2 separate regions of the Mus musculus genome follow, and region 1 is linked to region 2. Evidence: chromatin contacts called from public HiChIP or PLAC-seq data. All regions are on one chromosome and are shown on one strand. Each heading gives the region's core, a stretch centred on a gene start, on an enhancer-like site or on the middle of the called end of the contact. The rest is flanking DNA. Distances are from core to core; before and after follow the strand shown. Region 1 overlaps Stk38l (serine/threonine kinase 38 like). Region 2 has its middle 28 kb from the start of 4930479D17Rik.

What was found. HiChIP or PLAC-seq counts read pairs in DNA pulled down with a chosen protein or histone mark.
Region 1: a contact with region 2 is called in a CTCF HiChIP or PLAC-seq map of CD8 T cells, with 6 read pairs. The contact joins two enhancer-like sites. A contact is called at or near these places in 2 of 15 datasets of contacts at CTCF or cohesin (CD8 T cells and the NIH/3T3 cell line), 10 of 484 Hi-C or Micro-C datasets (CD4 T cells, CD8 T cells, the G1E-ER4 cell line and 7 more), 10 of 115 datasets of contacts at active chromatin or transcription factors (the 230-238 cell line, CD8 T cells, the HPC-7 cell line and 6 more) and 1 of 9 other capture datasets (bone marrow-derived macrophages).

The regions. Positions count from the first base shown.
Region 1 is chr6:146,746,364-146,753,872 of GRCm38.p6, reverse strand. The region is part of intron 1 of Stk38l (serine/threonine kinase 38 like); the gene reads right to left. Among named protein-coding and RNA genes, the nearest start is that of Stk38l, 25 kb to the right of the region's middle. Within about 2 kb of position 2,017, at least 96 of the 459 cell types and tissues checked have an H3K27ac peak or open chromatin away from gene starts, as enhancers often do. A contact at or near this core is called in CD8 T cells, the G1E-ER4 cell line, the HPC-7 cell line and 2 more, where this site is marked.
Region 2 is chr6:146,681,739-146,688,691 of GRCm38.p6, reverse strand. No RefSeq gene overlaps it. Among named protein-coding and RNA genes, the nearest start is that of 4930479D17Rik, 28 kb to the right of the region's middle. Within about 2 kb of position 2,506, at least 127 of the 459 cell types and tissues checked have an H3K27ac peak or open chromatin away from gene starts, as enhancers often do. A contact at or near this core is called in CD8 T cells, the G1E-ER4 cell line, the HPC-7 cell line and 2 more, where this site is marked.

The DNA.
Region 1 (7,509 bases), core at 768-3,267, 66 kb before region 2:
CAGAGGAGAAAGAAAAATGGCTGGTAAAAATCTTTGAAGATGTTTTGTGTTACACAAACATGTGTGGGAATGTAAAACAATTCTCAAGCCCTGGAGCATGACTGCATTGAAAATATAGACAAACACGGTCCTGAGATACACATTGTAAATCTGGATCTATATATAGAATAAGCAGACAAGGTCTCTTTCCTCCCCCAGAAGATGATGTAATAAACTTTACTCCAAAACCAAAAACAGATGTTGATGAAAATCTATTCTTAGGTACTTTATAACTGTCATTAGCATATTCGTTACATTCTTGTTAGACACACCTGAAAGTTCATATGGCTTGATTGAAAACCAGGTCAAAGCAAATGCTATCCATCATCACCTCTGTAACCAATGCATGCAGCACTAGATAGGGATCCTGCATGCCATGCAAACAATCTACTCGGATATAATGAAGTTCAGTCTGTGCCTATGCCCCATATATAATCATTTCATAGGTTCAAAGCTACAAAACACCTGGTGCAATGTTTGCCTTCAAAAGGAAAACTTCCTCCTAAGATGCATGCACAGTAAAGCTGGGTCCCCAGGTCTCAGTGATTAGCTTTAACAACGAAGAACTTTTTGTTCTAACCAGATACAGACTGTCTTTATATATTTTTAATTATATAAAAACTAACAAGTGTTCAAAGTTCAAAGAATGATCTGGATAATCAGTTGTTTTACACTGTAAGCCCACATCTTTAACTGACTCAACACTGGCTTTTGTCTTTTATTAAAGCTCTTTTTCTAGCCAGAAAAAAAGAAAGGATACAATCTGTAAGCCTAGAATTCCCCGATTGAGAAACATAATGCTAGTGTTCTTTAATTTCTTATTCATTTAAACAAGTGATCCCCAATTCATCAGAGAAATATTACCAACAGTGAAGTACAGCACTTGTTAGCTGAGCTGGTGGGATTCACACACAGATACAGACACACACACACACTCACACACATGCATGCATATCTATAAATAGAAATGTGTCCCCATTACCAGCAAACTTCAAAGGCAGAAAGCTTTTCAATTTCATCTCAGTATCTTTGATGCTACTTGTAATGCCCAGCAGTGTGAAGTCTCTTAATCCATCCTGACTTGTGGTACCGATGCCTGAGGCTGCAGGTCCTCAGACTGCAGCCCCAGATGCTGGGTCCCTAATGAAGAGTGCCAGTCACTGCCTCTTTTCATAGGCATATATGAGGAAGCCAGAAAGCCAGTAGGCTCAAGTTCAACACTATATATTTAAAAACTCAAAATATAATATGTATGTAGATGTCGTATGAAACTTTTTAACACTAAATCTGTAAACAAGGACCTTAATAAGGACAATAAACAAAAAAGGATAGAAATGTTCAATGTTACTCGCCAATCAAAGCACAGAGATACCACAGGATACAGGATGCTCTTTGCAGTGGAGGAGAGTGCTCCTTCAGATGTTGGCAGTGAGGCAGAGACAGGGAGTCAACCTGTACCATGCCACAGAGCCAGTGCCCTGTACCACAGTGGACCTGGATTTTGTCCTATGAACCAAAAAATTATGACAAGAGTGTGTCATGGAACAAAACTAAAGATGAGGAGGATGACTACTGAGGAAAACCCCAGTGAGTTCTTCAGCATAGCTTAGACTTCCTTTCAGGGAAGCAGGATTTTACAGGTAGCTGCAAAACTGCATTATTTAAGGGGCTCAAATTATCACTGTCTTTTTAAGTGCCTTTCCTGCCCATGACTCAAAGGCTTAAAGTCACAAACCAGGGCAGCACAAGCCCGAGCTCAACTACCTTCAAACAGTATTTATGGTAAGGGAAACATGAAGAGAAGAGAAACAAAAGAATGTTCTAGATTTGAGGAGGAGCCTGCTCCCTTTGTGTCCTCTATATTCCAAGGAAGCGTAGACAGACCAGATGCAGGTACTGTGCCAACAGTGAGGGCTTGGTGTGATGTGAGAACCACCAATGAGTGAACTGGCAGGGAAAGGGCTGAGTGGTGAGAGGTGGTGTGACATCCTGGTGAGGGGAGGAGCCAGCTGGGGAAGCAGTCTGGACAAGTGGTAAAGCTTGCATGTCTGGGGATACTTGCTGTTTACTTTCCTAAAAGTGAACTTCTAATAGGAATAGACTACACATGCATTTCTCTTTCTCTTTCTCTTTCTCTCTCTCTCTCTCTCTCTCTCTCTCTCTCTCTCTCTCTCTCTCTCTCACACACACACACACACACATACACACACACACACACACACACACACACACACACACACACACACACGTCATTCATATTCAGAGAGTGGGCATGAATTTGTGTGTGCACACATTTGTGCATGTATATGTGTGTATGTTGCGGAGGAGTCCTTTTCAACTAAACTCAAAAGTGATAAAACTACCTGAACAATTCTGAACTACAAGTAATACTTTATGGAAGCAAGAAATTAGCACCAAAATTAAACCACAGTATAGTCAAGAGTATAACTTAAAACCTAAATAGCCATGAGTGATTTTTACTAATTTTGAGTCATTTTAACTCTCCCAAGAGACTTTTTTGGTCATCACAAGTGACCAAAGAAACTGCTCCCAGCTAAAAACAGACACATGTGACTTCTGACTGGCACTGTCCTGAGCATACGGACCACTCAATTCCAGCTACTCTGACATGATCCAGAAGGTACCTGTCCCAACACATCAGAACACAAAAAATTTTAAGACTTAAAAAAATGCTAAGGAGCTCTTCAACTGACTTCTGACCACTTTATTACTGAACCCTGAACATTGCAGCAATTTAGTGATTCATGGTCTTCAGAATATAACCTAGATTTTTTAGGGAAAAAAAAAATCACATACACACACAATAAGAAAAAAAAATGTAGGGTGAAATTTTAAAAACTGTGTCCTGGCTGTCATCAAGGAAACCTTCCATACAACATAAGAACTCAGGAAACTCTCCATTAAAGCAACATTGGCATTTAAAGCCATGCACAATTTTCTAAAGTCAACTACAGGTAACACTATGGAAAATACAGCTGAACACAGGGTAAGACCTTCCAAAGGCAATTTTGCTTACAGAAAGCTGATACTTAAGTGACGTGAGGATTTTCTTATCTGTTGTTAAGTGACGGGGTCATTCCCCCATTCCCCTCACTGTATGGAAGTGAAGCACAGACATGGGGAGAACAAGCTAAGTGGTCCACAGACAAGAGGTGGTGCAACAGGCTATGTAGTAGCCTATAGCGAAGCTCCCACTGCGGCTGGTAAATTCACAGGGCAATGGCAATCCCAGGACACTGCACCACCCTGCAGAGCAGCTCAGTGCCAGCACTGACTGAGGACTAGCCCATAGACTCTGTCGTCTCAGTCTACTCTAACATAGACCCCAATAACCCAGCCACTGTTTCCCATCTTGCCTTATGATCTGGGTTCTACCTACTTTGTCCAGATGGTCAAAGAAAAAAAAATAACCATAGGCTTCTTGAAAGCCAAGGTGAAGATACTACCTACAGAAGAATCTTGGTTTTATTTACGTTTCCTTCCCCTGCCCCTTCTCCTCCTACTATTAACCTCCTCTCTTCTCCTCCTCATCCTCCTCCTTCTTCTTCTTCTTCTTCTTCTTCTTCAAGATAGGGTCTTACTATGATCTAGGGGCCCTGGAACTCTCCATGCAGACCAGGCTTACCTCTAACTCACAGGAAAAAATCTGCCTGTCTTTGTATCCAGAGTGTTGGGATTAAAGGTGTGCACCACCATGCCTACCCACCTGATTTTAGTCTTTGTTCTACTTATCTATGGAAAAGCTCACTCATCTAAGAGACTGGAGCACATCTGGACGCTGTAACAATCACATTCTATTTTAGTAGCTGATATCACATCATAATGCTAACAGTTAAGTAACTCCAAAGTTCTGAAAATGGGAAAAGGCTCACAATGTCTGAGCTCACAGAGGAACTTATGTTAAAAGAATGGGACTTTCCTACAAACCCACACAGGCTCACATCAAAACTACTTCAACAATTCAAAGACTTAGAAATTTAAGTAAAAATAGTTGCAAACTAAGATATGTGTACCCAGATATTTAAAGTTTATTATTCACTTATTTGAGCCAGCATATGTAACTTATGTGTGTATACACATGTATGTATTTGTCTGTGTGGGTGTGGGTAGATGTGAAAGTCAGTCCTTCCCTTCCACTTTGTCTGAGGCAGGATCTCCTTGTAGATACTACTACTTGTAGATACACTACTGAATATGCCAGGCTAGCTGGTTGCAACCTTCTGAGAATTCTGTCTCTCTCTAGATCCCACCTCACTGTAGGAGAGCTAGGATTACAGGTGTTCAACCTACCATGTCTAGCTTTATATGGGTGCTTAGGATCTGACCTCAGGCTCTCATAGTTGCATGACGCTTCACCCACTGTGCTGTCTCTTCAGGCAGTTTTTATTAAAGTAATGGCCACACCCCAGTTTGGATTGTGCTATGCTGACCATCACCCAAGCATCCCCCTTCTCACTGTTATCATCTGGGGGCTGCAGGCTTTCTTAGCACATTCAAGGGCCATTTTTAAAGGACTCTCATGTCAGGATCCCTGCAACTATTTCTGAGTTTTAAAATAGAATCTGCCTGTGCTCTGCTGCCTCATCTGTTCATCAAATAAGGGAAAGGACACTGAATGCTCACTGTCTGAGCAGGGAGAGTAGTCATCACTGAAGGGCAGATAGAATCTCGGCAAAGATGCCACTGCCCATGAGCTGGGGGTAAAATTCAGGACTGAGCTGCCTTTAGATGTACTCCTATGAGCCCAACAGTCTTGGGCCCAAAAGGAACATTCCGGCAGGTGCTGTCTCCTACCACTGAAAGAGTAGCTCCTCTTATCTGTTTGGCAGCCAGTAGTCAGAAAGTTCTTTTTATAGCTAACCTAATTCTCTTCCACTCAAACTCAAATTCATTTGTTTTTCTCATATATTCCATAAATACGAAGACCTTCACTGCATTAAATGCTTAGAGTGGGGCATGGGGGGAGCTGGAGGACACACAGGTTTTGATTACCTTTCACTGCACAATCATAAGTTCTTAAACTTTCATGCATTTTGCTAATGGAAGAACTGTTCCGTTAGTCAAGAAGCTAATTTGTAAGTAATGCCAACTTTTGAAATGTGCATATATCTGAAATTGCTATTTGAGAATTTAAAAGGAGTCCTTTCCAGCACTGATAGGTCTTAAGATAAAACAGTGACAGCAACTGTAAGGTGGCCTTGTCAGGCACAGTGCTCAGTGTGCAGTGTGCAAAGTATCCTTTTTATCTATGCTATATGAAATAGGTGCCTTTCAAATTCAGGGACAGGCCGAGTTACATCACCAATTACAGAACTACCAAATGCAACCAGAGCTGTGTGCTGAAGGTATTCAGTCATCTGTTATCAGCACTTTCACTTCAGTGAGCCTCAAGGTGCTGGGGATCCACTGAGGCCTTGGGTGAGCAAAGCAGGCAGTCTTCCCCTGAGCTCCACCTCACTAAACAAAGAATGCTATTCTTAAGGCCAATTTCTTTGTAGCCAATTTTACTTTTCTCACTTCTTTCCACTTTAAAACTTATGGCAAAGCAAGAAATCTAAGCGTTCACAAATTGAAACATCCTAAGATTATGAACAAAGGGGCTAGAAGGAAGGATCATAGTTAAGAACATTAGTTGATCATGCAGAAGACCTGGGTTCAGTTCCTAGTACCTATAGCATGGCTCACAACCATCTACAATTCCAGTTCCGGGATATCTGATATCCTCCTCTGTCTTCCATAGGCACCAGGCACACACACAGTATACACACGTATACACAGGAAAAATATTCATACACATAAAATAAATAAATCTGAAAGATTTTTTTAAAAAAAGTAACAACATTCTTAAAAATTAGATGAGAAGTTCTATATGGTGGCATATGACTTTAATCCCTGCATTTTGGAACCTGTAAGTTCAAGGTCAGCCTGGTCTACATAGCAAGTTCCAGGCCAGCAAGGGTTACATGAGTGAGACTCTGTCTTAAAAAAAAAAAAAAATCCATGACCTATAAGAGTAGATGGTATAAGCAACTGCAAAACGTGGCTGACTCTAGCAACCTCTCTTCAGTGTTACCACATGAAACCAAGCTTTCATTTTCATAGCTGTATGCTAGATTCTGACATTTAGTTAGGAATCCTCTCACCTCTGTCCTCAGCTGTACCTTCCTACAAAAAATGTAGACTCTTCCCTCTAGGGTCTTTACTTGGAAAGAATGTGGTTTACCATCCCAGCCTCAGGCTGACTCTGGTTCCTTTGCCAAGGCATTTCTACTACCATGGAGACAAGGATACAAATGAAAGACCCTTTCTAAAAGTTGCATATAAACCAACAATATGTTATAATTATAGAAAGCAAAATAGGATATTTTAAAACCCCCTAGTGAACAGGGGTGATTGTGCACAGCTGAAATCCCAATACTCCAGGAAGACTGTGTTTGAAGCTAGCCTATAGGTAGATAACAAACAGCCCAATCTATTTGTATTTGCATGTCATGTGGGTTTCTAGGGCAACAGTAGTAAAATCAAGCAGGTAAGCTAACAGCAGGTAAGACTGACCCAATAACCACACCATAAGACTGTGGGTGTGCCAGGGACTAGAAGAATAAATGGTATGGAAAAGTACCCAGTGTTGCTGAGTCTACAATACCACTGAAATGAAGTAAGACTAACCCATACCAACAGTGGGTGCAAAAGCACAATGGCCTGGGTGGGGAATCTCTGATAAAAGCAGGGCTTTAGACTAGGAATCAGTCACATAAGCTACTGTGCCAGGTACAAACTACTAGAGTAGGTAGCTCAGTTTAGCCTTATAATTAAATGCCAAGTGTCACAGTTCTTTAGAAGCTCATGAAGGCTGGGGCTGCTGGAAGGACACTGCAGTCACAGGACAGTGATCTAAAAGCCTTTGCCTGGCCAGAACCCACCCCTCTAGACTAACCTAAGTGAGGTCCTTACCATGGTCTGATCCTGACAAGTCCCTCTTTCATGAGACCTGCATCCACCCAGTCCACCCAGTTTCCTGATTTGATGGAAACTTACTAATACATGCAGAAGACCCAACGTGTGAGCTCGTCTATTTCTGGAAAGAGGTAGTTCTTTCCAAAATTACTGCGTCAGAACTTTTACCAGCACTAGGTTTGGTTAAAAAGGGGGAGAAGTTTATTTTTAGTTAAATAAACAGAATGGAAATTCTGTCTCGTTCCAAGAAGCAAAAGCTAAAGCTACAGTAGCGTATGTGACACAGCTGGGAAATTACTCCAGAAGGACTGGGACAGACCTTGCTTTATAAAAATTTAAATTACAAAAAGTATTTAATTATATGCAAATTCTACAGTTATTTTGCCTTTTTACGTTTTACTCATTTAATTGACATAAAAATATGCTAATTTATGGAGTATCATATGATGCTGGACACCTGTACATAACATGTAATGCTCCAATCATTATAGT
Region 2 (6,953 bases), core at 1,257-3,756:
CCTTTGGAGCCCTTTTCACTTTGTAACAAGCCTACTTTTCAATCCCTCGCCCCTGTCTTTGTTCAGCCTGATCTTATTGAAGGCATCTTCTGAACCAATTCTCCTTCTCCAATGACTCTAGCTTGTGTCAAGGTAAGCGAAAACTATCCAGCATACGTCTACCTTGTTTCTGATACAGGTATCTCATGGATCCCAGTATCTCAAGCTGGTCTGAGGCTGGCCTGGAACTCTTGACTCTGCTGAGTCCAACTCCATGTCCTGGGATGGCATGTGTGTGCCACCACAACGTGTTTGTGCAGTGTTGGGGACTGAACCCAGGGCTTTCTAGATGACAGGCAAGCACTGTGCCGAGTAAGGAGCATTCCCACCACCACAGATTTTTTTTTTTAAAATCCCACACTTTCAGTGAAACACAATAGAGCTACACAGCCACACTGTGTGCAAATCCCCATGTCCACAGTGACGGAAGGAAGCTGACTCACTGTACCCATGTGCTTATCACCTGATCTCCTAACGCTCCCCTGTTCATTTTAGTCGTCCTGGTCACCAGTTGACAATATCCTCCTGCCAATATCTTGAATACTTTGCTTCACTGCTCCTTTCTCACCTGCAAGTGAACAAGAGAGTCGCACCCTTGCGGACAGAGACACCATCACTTGATAGTCACCAATTTGTCTTGGATTCTATTCCCACAAAGGCAGAGCCTGAGGCAAGGGAGAGAGAGAGAGAGAGAGAGAGAGAGAGAGAGAGAGAGAGAGAGAGAGAGAGAGAGAGACTATTCTGTCATGACCAAGATCTCCTTTCCATATCTTCTTTTTAAATAGACATTTGCTATTTTGTGTAATAGACATTTGCTATTTTGTGTATGTGTGCACACTTACACACATGTGTGTTCTGTGGTGTGCACGTGAAAGTCAGAGGACAGCTTGCAGAAGTCAGTTCTCTCATTCTCTGGGTTCCGGGGATTGAACTTTTGTCAGGCTTAGTAGCAACCACCTTCATTCATTGAGCCATCCTCTCTCTCTCCCTGGGTGCTGGGAAGATAGGCAGAAACAACCACACAGGCTTCTGTGCCTTTGTGGTACTGTAGTAGAGTCTTCTGTCTCCAGCCCTCCTGCTTCCTCTCCCTCTTTGCTTTCCTTATTTTCTTGCCTCTCCCCTGTTTACTCTTGTGCTTGTGATGATTCAAATCCACTGAGCCATTGTGCTAGCTTCCTTATTTGCATACGTTTTGAATTTTTATCTCTATCAGATCCTGGGAGAAGGAATGTAAGTGGTATTTAGTTTGGGCTTGTAGGTGTTGAACACAGTACCTTCTCTTAGAAGTCACTCCTAGCCGGGCAGTGGTGGCACATGCCTTTAGTCCCAGCACTTGGGAGGCAAGTGGATTTCTGAGTTCAAGGCCAGCCTGGTCTACAGAGTGAGTTCCAGGACAGCCAGGGACAAAAAAAAAAAAAAAAAAAAAAAAAAAAAAAAAAAAAGTCACTCCTAATGTTGGGGGAAAGCGAGGAAGGAAAAACAGAGTTGGACTTAGCCTGGATTCAGGATAGCTCCCCTGTAGTTCCTAGGGCTCCTCTGTGGATTTTTATCATGTCTGTGGTACCAGACACAGGCTAGCAGTAGGAATATGAGGCTAATCTCACATAACCACCACCTTGTCTGTGGCAGGAGGAACCTCTTCCATCTACTTCCTTTTTTGGAAATATGTCCAATCAAGCCACACGGCCAGTCACCCTCCCGCCTGTCTGACACAGGGCTGAGTCTGTCTTACATCAGTGGCAGACATCAGTTCTGTGTGTGCACCAGGGAGCCTTGCTGACCTCAGCCCTTCAGGTGCTCAGCTGCTTATTAACACTAATTTTTTTGTTTGTTGCTTTTCTTTGCTTTGTTTTGAGACAGGATCTTGCTGTATAGCCCTGGCTGGCATCAAACCTATGACTCCTCTCCTTCATACTTCCAGTGGTGGTATCAAAGACATGCGCCTCACAGCATGCCCCTCACAGCCATGCACCTCACAGCATGTACCTCACAGCCACGCCCCTCAGAGCCACACACCTCACAGCCATGCCCCTCACAGCCATGCACCTGTGGAAGAAGAAAATGAAAGGAGAAGAAAAGAAAAAGATGAGTAATGGAAAAATGAAAGAAACTGATAGATCACCCCACATATGTTCAGGGTTATAGACTTCCTACTGAGTGTGTGCATGTATGTCTGGCACAGAAAGAAAACATCATAAACTGTTGGGAGAAGAAATAACAGGGTGTTTGTCTGGTAGGGATCCGTGTTGTTATAAGTTCTAATCAGAGCAGAAGCCATATTTGAGTTTCCTTAAATAGGTTGATTAAAGTCTCTGAAAGAGGAATGTCAGCTCAGACTCTCTGCGGCAGTGTTGAGTGTCTGTCACCGGGGAACAATGACTTCATCTCCAAGCCGAAACGTACTTATCAGCTGCAGTTTGTTAAGTGTGTACATTCACTGTGGGGTGAGGTCATGCTGTCAGCAGCGGTGCAGGAACAGTCCACCAGGGGATTTCTTTTCACTGGAGGAGGCGAACAGCGTGAGTGGAGGCAATGCCTGGGTGCCTTTGCCTTGAAAACGTGGAGACTGGAAGTAGTTTCCTGTCCACTCGGCAGAGGGCGCGCCGGTCTCCCATCTCGTTAAACTTGGTGGTGAAGCCCAATGCTTGCGGGGAGCTCACACAGAATGGAAGGGCTCAGGCTCCTTGTCTTGCTCACTGGAATTTCCTCGACACTCAGATAGTGTCTGGCGCATGCCGGGCTCTTGGCTAACCATTGTTGCACAAATAGGCAATACTTAGATCATGAGCACAGACGAAAAAAACAGATAAATATGTGTGTGTTTGCCAATAAGCCCAGGGCATTCTGGGTAACAGTGGCACCACTCAGACTTAGTCACAAAGGCTGTCTCGTCCCATTGCAAAATGAAATGAACGGAAGAGAAAAATTGGGAGTCAGAAAAATAGGGACTGAGGGCCAACCCAAGGAGTTTTAAAACCTCATGGTCTTGGGCTAACTTGGGCTTGGCTTGGGCCCTCTGGAAGGCATTGTGCAACAGAGGAGTCCTGTGCTTCAATAGTCTCAAAGCTAGGCTGATGGGAAGCAGCTGAGCCTAGAAGAGTGCCACCAGCTAGAAGAAGAACAAGGAGAATATTTGATCTTCTGACAAGGGGGACAGGGCAAGAATTAAACAGAGTGGGGAGGGTTTCAATGCCAGCCAAGAGCTAATGTGTGGACTCACAGAACTCAGACCAAATCAGACTTTCTGGGATAACTGGGGAAAGCTGTGTCCTGTGGGTCTGTGTGGATGCCCAAGACTTTGAGTCCCTGCTGGCAGGTCTGTTCCAAGGACCACCAACTAGGGAAGGGCAGATAGTGTGTATAGGCCTTAAGGCAGAGCTAGTCTATTTTGGAGTCACCATTTGAAGGCCGAGCCCCTCACTGTGGAGAGACAAGGCACAGCGAGAGCGGCTGTAACTGGTAGCAAGGTCATGAAACAGCTGGGCAGCTGTGTCCACAGTCACAAAGCAGAGACATGATGCTGGTTCATTGCCCACTTTCTGCTACCCTCCAGTCCGGGACCCCAGACTTTGGGATGGTGCTTCCCACTCAAAACGATCAGGGTGGATCGTTATCTCAAACACTCCCACAGACAAATCCAGAAGTGTCTTCCCATGGGGATTCTAAGATCCACCAAGTTACCAGTCTAGGTTGACTGTCACACATGGTTACTTTCATTCTTCAGGGAAGACTTATGGCTCGTCCAGCTACTACAATGACATTGTTTCTTGCTGATGTACGATGCCAGGACTGTTTTAACACTAAATGGATCGACTAATACTATATCTCTAGCAGAGACTTGGTATGTCATAGGGACATAGTCTGAACTAGAGCTTCCCTGTGGAAGAGTTTGGGGAAGCAGAAATGAACTCTACAACTGGCTGGGCAGGGCCCTCTCAGGATTCTCACCTCCTCTGCCTCTTCCTTTCGATGGGAAGAGCAGGAATTATGGATAAGGAAGGATGATGGCAGTTGTAACCCACCACACTAAGGTTAGGTCTGACTGTTCCTTTGAGAGTTTACTAAGAAATACCCCTTTGAAGGCCGGGCAGCAGAGGTTCCTCCTCCTTGCTCTTCATGTTGAGGTCGGGTCTTATGTAGCCCATGCTGTCCTCAAATTCAAGTCTTCACTTGAACAGCTGATCCTCCTGCCTCTGTCTCCGAGGGTGAGATAAGCTGGGCCACCACTCCCACAGATCACGATGTGTCTTCATGTCAGTGTTTACTGTTAAAGAAGGAGGGCTAATAGGACTGTGTAAGATTCAGAAGAGGAAGAGCAAGCTGTAGGAAAGAAAAAGAAAGGAAAGATAGAAATGTTTGACTTCTTACAATTTGGGCCAGGACTGAGTTTGGGTCTGTTGCTTCCAGTTACTGCCACACTCTGACCAGTGACTTTCCTCTGCTCTTCCAAGCAGCAACAGCCAAGCACTGCCTCAGAGGACTTTCCAGGACAGAGACCCCACCCACTTCATGCCTCTTTGTCCTGACCTGACTCCTGAATCACATGAGGGCAGGTTCTATCCTGCAGCCCAAGCTAATCCCCTCTGCCCTGTTCCCCAACCCCACCACCAAGAGCGTTGTCAGGTCCCAAAGAAACTCCCAGCACTGCTCGCCCCGCCCCTACCCTAAACCTCTCCTGGCCAGGGGCTTTGCTTCCCTTCCCTGGGCTTCTGACTTCTATGTAATTCAGCCATTTTTGGCTTTGGCTACCCGCCTTGCACTCCTAGGATCCTCTTGGCCCCTCTCCCCTCTTTCTTCTCATCCTCTCTCATCTTTCATGGCCTTATCTGGTCTGAACCTTTCGAATGCCTCTGACTACACTCTCCCTCATACCTACAATAAAGTCTTTCTCCTCAACCATACCTAGGAGCAGCCATGCCCTCTTTTACATTCAGACACCAAATAAGAAACCTCTGTGTGTGTGTGTGTGTGTGTGTGTGTGTGTGTGTGTGTGTGTGTGTGTGTGTATAAATTAATGACAAGAGCTCTACAAATAGAATGTCTGCAGAACTAAGTCTTACCGGATGGGAACTTGTAAATGGTTCTAAGAAATAACAAAGAACACAAACTGCTTGTGGAAAGGTCAGTAACTGTCATCGCCACCCCAAGGGACTCCCTGTTTAGGAAAACAGAAATAAATTCGCCCGGCAGCTGCGAGAGGTGGTGGGGACTTTTGAATGTCAAATTCTTCGACTCACTTTTCACAACAGATAAAAATAAAGGATTTCAAGTGTATTGCCAAAAGGGCAGAGGGGAAAAAACAAGAAACAGACCAAATGCTCAGAGCTAGCAGAGCAATTTCCAGAAAGGCGGTCTCTGGTAAGAAGGGAAGAGTTGGACCACTGTGTCTCCTGGTGTGTTTGTCTCTCAGAAGGAAAAATTTCACTCTTTCTTCAAACACCTTGGTCTGGAGAGGCCATTGCACCCTAGGGTCCAGATGTAAAGCAAACACCAAGATACACAGATGGAGCATGTTTACCAAGGTGCATTCATTTCCAGAAAGCAGAATGCCAGGAAGAGGCTAGGACTCAGGGCAGCAGGAACAAGGGAGCCATGCACTGAATGCCCATCAAAGCCAGGTTGGTGATACATGCCTACATAGAGTTCCTGTGCTCAGGAGCTCAAGGCTAACCAACCTCAACTGTATATAGAATTCCAGGCCAGCCTGAGGTATGTGAGAACCTATCTCAAATGAATTGCTACATTAATTTTTCACTTGGAATTAGAACAGAATATTCAACAACTTCTGAAACTGCCCTAATATATCCCTGCTATTTTACATTATGTATTTAGGTGAAGTGTGGGGCATTGGGCTCTGCACAGACAGGCTGGTCTCCAGTTGAGCTGAGGTCTGAACCTCGAGGTCATAATTCACCTAAATGACACGGTAGGGGTAGGTGGCCCCTTATTCTCCTGGAACTCTGGCTCCTGCCTAAGTTACCGACCCCCACAGCCCCCACAAGAGAAGCATGGCTAGAAGTCACATAGGCAATGGCCCAAGCTTCTGACCTTCAGGCTAAACTCCTCCCCAGTTACCTAGCAACAGTAAAGACCATAAAAAGGGCTGTTCAGCCCCTGCTTGCTCTCTTACTTGTCTCTCTTACTTCTCACTCTCTTACTCCTTACCCCTCTCTCTCACCCTCTCCTCTCCTCTCCCCTCTCCCCCTTACTCTAGCCTTTCCTCTATCTCTCTTTTCTACCTTCTCTCTTTCCCCCTGCCTTTCTACAATAAAGCTCTAAAACCATAGACAGTTTCTGCTCTAGTCAAAATCCGCTGCGCTCACTCTCTTCAGTGTTGGGAACCTCTTTGCTCATCCCTCTCTCCCCTAACCCCGGAGGCTTTAGCAAAGTAGTTCCAGGGTTCCCAGGTAGGGCTGCCTCTTGGCCACCCCCTGAAGAGTGGGTCAGAGGCTTGAATGCCCACCCAGGGATGAGTGGAAAGTGTATGGCAGCTCTCCCATGCCTGACAGACCAGAGAATAGGTAAAACTCTGGCGGGGTGTGGATTTTCCCCCCTCTCCCCCTGGGCCCCCTTTTTAGTTCCCGACAGTGAAGTGCCATTCTTGTTTATAAAATCAAATATTGATCAACTCTGAAGAACAGTGAGCCATATCCTACACATCGTATATCTAGCCAGGATTTAATTCTTTATTCTAAAATAAATGCATTCATCTAATTGGATTAGATGTAAATTTCTTTTGTCTTTAGCAAATGGCAAAAGTATTCTTATAAAAAAGAATTGTTTTTAAATTTACTTCTTTTTATTATTGTTATTACTAAATGGGTTTGCACACCAATATTATTACATACCTATTTACTTTGGATGGTGTAAAAAATTCTGAGGCAGAAAATGTTCAAAGTGAAACAGTTTAAAAG